Linked DNA regions of Sus scrofa: region 2 is linked to region 1. A link is a contact called in public HiChIP or PLAC-seq data. All regions are on one chromosome and are shown on one strand. Each heading gives the region's core, a stretch centred on a gene start, on an enhancer-like site or on the middle of the called end of the contact. The rest is flanking DNA. Distances are from core to core; before and after follow the strand shown.

Evidence for each region. HiChIP or PLAC-seq counts read pairs in DNA pulled down with a chosen protein or histone mark.
Region 2: an H3K27ac HiChIP or PLAC-seq map of alveolar macrophages shows a contact between it and region 1. The contact joins the enhancer-like site here to the promoter of LOC110259619 in region 1. A contact is called at or near these places in 8 of 47 Hi-C or Micro-C datasets (embryonic fibroblasts, fetal liver, fetal skeletal muscle and 2 more) and 2 of 2 datasets of contacts at active chromatin or transcription factors (alveolar macrophages and skeletal muscle).

What each region holds. Positions count from the first base shown.
Region 1 is chr2:62,249,562-62,252,267 of Sscrofa11.1, forward strand. It overlaps LOC110259619 (alanine and glycine-rich protein-like), which reads left to right and starts at 1,334. Exons shown (of 1, transcript XM_021085099.1): 1 at 1,334-1,762. The coding sequence starts at 1,334. The coding sequence ends at 1,762. It also overlaps a transcript of BRD4 not described here.
Region 2 is chr2:62,297,680-62,300,385 of Sscrofa11.1, forward strand. It overlaps a transcript of BRD4 not described here. Among named protein-coding and RNA genes, the nearest start is that of BRD4, 8.8 kb to the right of the region's middle. Within about 2 kb of position 1,307, at least 13 of the 83 cell types and tissues checked have an H3K27ac peak or open chromatin away from gene starts, as enhancers often do. A contact at or near this core is called in alveolar macrophages, fetal skeletal muscle and skeletal muscle, where this site is marked.

The DNA of each region.
Region 1 (2,706 bases), core at 84-2,583:
TTTTAAAAAGTTCCTAGATTTTATAGAAGAACTGAGCTTGCTTTTTTTTTTTTTTTTTTCTGGCTGCACTTGCAGCATGTGGACGTTCTCCGGCCAGGGACTGAACCCTTGCCACAGCAGAGATTGGAGCCACAGTAGTGACAATGCCGGATCCTTAACCTGCTGTGCCACAAGGGAACTCCTCAAATTTACTATTTGTATTTTTTTGTCTTTTTTTTTAGGACTGCACCTGCTACATATGGAGGTTCCCAGGCTAGGAGTCGAATGTGAGCTGCAGCTGCCTGCCTACACCACAGCCACAGCAATACCATATCTGAGCCACATCCTCAACCTACTCCACAGCTCATGGCAACAACTGGATCCTTAACCCACTGAGTGGGGCCAGGGATGGAATCAGCATCCTCATGGATACTAGTCAGCTTCCTTACCCCTGAGCCACAACAAGAACTCCGAGTTTGCTATTTTTAAAAAACGAGGCTTGAAATGCTAAAAGAGTGAAGATAAGGGCAAAAGGGGAAAGGAGGTTATGGCTTCCCATTTGAAAACTTTAACAGGATTGTCATTTTGAACTGTAAGCAACCTAAGTCTAATCTCTTTGTTTTCTGGAACTGACTTGTGGCTTGAGTCTTAAGGATAAGGAAGTCAGCTGGAGGACAACTAGAGGGAGAGGACTCTAGGCCCAGAATGCAAACACATTCTAGCCTTTAGAGCTCAGTGGCTCGCCAGCCGGCCAAGAAAGATGCCGCATCAGTCTTGCTCACAGCCTCCTCTCATTTCATTTCTTTCACCCCAGGGCCCATCGCAGCTCTCTCAACGTTCCAGCACCACCCCCCTCCAGCTTCCTTCAACACCCTTCAGCCTCCGCACCAGCGCAGCCTCCTTCAGACAGGTGTCTTGCCTCCGCCTCTGCCACCGGTTTCTGTCTATTCGCCGTCCTCCCTTTCTTTGAGCGTCTATAATCAGACCCTTCATAAATTTTTGGACGTTTCCCTCTGCCTTCAGGTCTCTTTCCTCAGGCCCAACTTTCAGTCTCGCCTCAGTCCTGTCCCTCGATCTTCGGGGTCCCCTCCCTCGGTCTTCGGGGTGCTCTCCCTCTCAATCTTCGGGGTCCTCACTCGGTCTGTGGAGTCCCTTCCCTCGGTCTGAGATGTCTCCTTCGGTGTGCGGGATTTCTTCCCTCCGATTAAGGAGTCTCCTCCCTCGGGTCTGCATGATTTCTCCTCAGCCTCCACCCTTGGTCCATGGGGATTCCCACCTCCGTGTCGGCCGCAAGCACGGGTTTCCCCCACTCACCTCCCGGCTCTCTGTTAGCTTAAGATAGCTCGCGCCGGGCATGGTCTTGGGGCGCGCACGCCGGGCGGCGGCAGCGCGTGGTCGCGCGCGCAGCGTGCGCGGTGACGTCAGTGCGCTGGCGGCGGCGGCGGCGGCGGCGGCGGCGGCGGCGGCAGCAGGGCTGTTTGTTCTGCTCTCCCGAAGCCGACGAACCGAAGCGGTGGCTGCGGCGGCGGCGGCGGCGGCGGCTGCCGGCAGTGCCCGCGGGCGAGCGGGGCCTGTGAACACAGCGGAGCGGCGGGCTCGACGGAAGGGCCCTGGCCCCGCGCAGTCAGTCCGAAGAGGAGGGGGCGGCAGCGGCGGCGGACGGCCGGTGGGGGCGGCGTGCGGCCTAGTGTCTCAGGTGAGGACTGGTGCCCTTCGGGGCGTCAGGCGGCGAGGGGCAGCTGGCGGGGTCTGCGGCGCAGCCCGCGTAACCTGCATTGCGTAATGGGGCCGGTGCGCCAGTACATACGCCATCGGCGCGGCGCGGGGGCGGGGAGGCCGGGGCGACGCGGGCTTGGGCCTGCGGGCCTCCCGCGTCCCCGCGCCGCTCTCGCCGGGCCAGGGCCGCCTGCGCCGTTGGCGTCGGGGCGGCTTGTTGGCTCGCGGGCGCCTCGCCGTTGGCGCCGCCGCCCCCTGGCTCTCGCCGGTCGACAGGGCAGGGGCGCGGGTGGGGGGCGCGAGCTCCGCGGCGGGGCGGGCGGCCGGGGGCGGGCGGGGGGCGGGCCGAGGCGCCCGGCACTTCCTGTCGCCGCCATTTTGTCAAGTGAGGAGGAGGAGGAGGAGGAAGCGGCCGCCGCGGAGCCCGCGGCGAGCCTGGCCCCGGTAAGTCCGGGCCTGGCGTGATGGTCGCAGCCACCGCTGTCCCCAGTCGCGGTTCCCGGGGCGGCCTCTGCGCTCATGTGGGGCCGGCCCGCGCTCTCTCTGGAGTCTGAGTCCTCCTGTCTCAGCCGGGGCAGCGCGCCCCCGCCCTCATTTCCTCACCTTCCGGGCTGTCCCCAGAGCTCTGCGGAGAACCGGGCTGGTCCCCAGGTGGAGGGAGGAGGCTGCCTCTGCACACCTGGCCGGAGACGGGCCCTTTGGGGGCGGAAGCTGTGCTCTGAGGGGCGAGCCTGGCCCGCTTTACCCATCCACTCTTGATCTGGCAGCCCCTCACTGGGCGCTTTGTTTTGCTTGGTCGGTGCTCCCTGGTGTCCTTGCCACGGCCTCGTTTGTTGCAGTCTTGTGCGTTGTGATGGTTTGGGGTGGGGATGTGGGGGGAGTTGTGATTCAGCGAAACGGAATGACACCCCCCCCAAACGGAAATAGCCCAACTTTACCGGAGTCAGATACCCCCGAGGCCCGGCCTTGGTTCAAGATGGGAAATCCCATTTGGGTGTAGTGGACACTGTA
Region 2 (2,706 bases), core at 57-2,556, 48 kb after region 1:
TTTTTTTGGTCTTTTTAGGGACGCACTTGAGGTACATGCAGGTTCTCAGGCTAGGGGTCAAATCAGAGCTGTAGCTGTCGGCCTACACCACAGCCACAGCAGTGCTGAATCTGGGCTGCCTCTGCAACCTACACCACACACAGCTCACAGCAGTGCTTGATCCTTAACCCCCCTGAATGAGGCCAGAGATCAAACCTGAGTCTTCAAGGATAGTGGTCAGGTTCATTAACTGCTGAGCCATAACAGAAATTCCCAGTTGGTTGGTAGGTATGTATGTATTTTGTCTCTCTAGAGCTGCACCTGTGGCATATGGAGGTTTCCAGGCTAGGGGTCAAATCGGAGCTACAGCTGCCAGCCTATGACACAGCCACAGCAATGCCAGATCCTTAACCCACTGAGCAAGGCCAGGGATCGAATCTGCATCCTCATGGATACCAGTCGGGTTTGTTACCTACTGAGCCACAACAGACACTCTGGTTGGCTTTTAAATGTAAGTGGGTATAGTCATCCACAGACCCACCACCATATCCCACTTCATTTTATGGTTTCATGTACCCACTTGACCTAATTTTATCTAATTTTGCATTCTGTGATTCAGTAAGCTGCAGTGCTGTTGCTGAATGCAGTCTTATATAGAATGAAGTATTGTAAAGACTACATGTCTTGCACAGCTGACTATAAATATTCTCCGACCCTTTATAGAAAAAATTAGCCTCCCTCTGCTGATATGTTTTAGCAGTTTTGATCTTGTCCACATCAAAGTTTTGTTTTCTTTTTGACTGCGTACCCATCTCAGGAACTTTTTTTTAAGGGCGGCACCCAAGTCATATGGAGGTTCCCAGGCTAGGGGTCGATTTGGAACTATAGCTCCCGACCTAGGATCTGAGCCATGTCTGCAACCTTTACCACAGCTCACGACAACACCAGATCCTTAACCCACTGAGCCAGGCCAGGGATCGAACCTGCAACCTTATGGTTCCTAGTCGGATTAGTTTCCGCTGCAACACAATGGGAACTCTTCAGGAACATTTTAAATTCACAAGCCCATCTGCCCAGATGTAACCATCAACACCGTGATGTAAGCCTTACATAACAATGGAACTTTTTACTTTATCTCCAGCTGCTGGCAGCTCTCATAGGGAAAATGTGGTACAAAATTTTCACTGCCCCTAATTTAATGTGTCTGCTGCTTGGTTTCGAGTGTACAAGCTGCATGAAGGAGGATTAAGGCTTATAAGAGCTGCCTCAGTGCACAGCCCTGGCCAGGCTCCAGACAGCTCAGTCTGGCTGATGACACGAGCACTGTTCTCACCAGCTGCCTGAGCTGGTCAGATGGAAAAGTAATCCTGCTTGTGCTTCCCCACTGACACAGATCACACAGTGAAACAGGCACCTTCACTCTGAATGGAAAGTAGCTTCTGCTTTGGGACCAGGAGCAAACATACTTTCTGATATTAGTATTTTGGAACCAGTATAATCAGCATTTCAAGAAAGATGTACCTAGGACAGGATAAGATTTGCTGCAGATTGACTAGTATTGAGAAATAACTAGGTTATCCCTTTTTCTTTGTCACTGGGTAAAATTTCGCTCTTCCCCCAAATGATCCTTTATAGGAGAATCTTGCGGTGATGGAGAGGGGACCTCTTCTGTCTGAAGGGTGTGTGCTACTGTGAATTTGTAATTTCATGAGGCTTGTATCAGTTGGCATTGGCAAGCATTTTTCTTGGCATGAAACCAGTTAAGCCGTGGCCCCCAGGGCCATTTATTGCTTGGGAAGCATAAATAACAATTTGCTCTACTCTCCCCTTGACCTCTCTCCCAATGGCAGCAGCAGGGAAGTGTGCTGCTAATTTCACCTGTGATGTGAGCCAAGTCATAGATGGCCAGGTGCTGTGAGGATATTCTTTTTTTTTTTTTTTTTTTTTTAAGCTGTTTTATTTTTATTATTATTATTTTTTTTTTCTTGGTCTTTTTAGGGCCGAACTCTCGGCATATGGAGGTTCCCAGGCTAGGGGTCCAATCAGAGCTGTAGACGCCGGCCTACCCCAGAGCCACAGCAACGGGTGATCCCAGCCATGTCTGACACCTATACCACAGCTCACAGTAATGCTGGATCCTTAACCCATTGAACGAGGCCAGGGATTGAACCCACGTCCTTTTATGGATGCCATTCAGGTTCGCCAACCTCTGAGCCACAGTGGATTCTCCATGAGGATATTCTTGACTTTGATTTGTTTTTACAGGGATGAAATTCTTTGGAAGTTAACCTCACTTGCTTGAGGGTCATGTAACATGCAGCTGCTTTTGCAGAGAGGGCAGGTCTGTTGACTAATATATGCTGGGATGTGGAAGTGGGGTGCCTTCGGCCAAACCACAGACCCTCAGGCCCAGCAGTGTTGGGTAACTGGACTGACTGTCACCCCTTGCTTGATGAGCAGAGGCAGCTGTGATATAGAGCAATCAAGAGACACAGTCAGATGGACTATGGGTGACCTCCAGCTGACTGGGAAACCACCTACTCTTATTCTTCATTGCCTGGAGGATGAAGATGATGCTTCCACTATCTGCCTTATGGGCTTGCTGTAGGATTAAATAAGCGGATACAGTCAAGTGTTCGGTACAAGGCATCAGCCCCGGAGGCAGCAGGTACCTACCTGCTGGTGAGCTTTCCAATAAGCCCTGGCACAGGTGCATTTGGTGGTAGT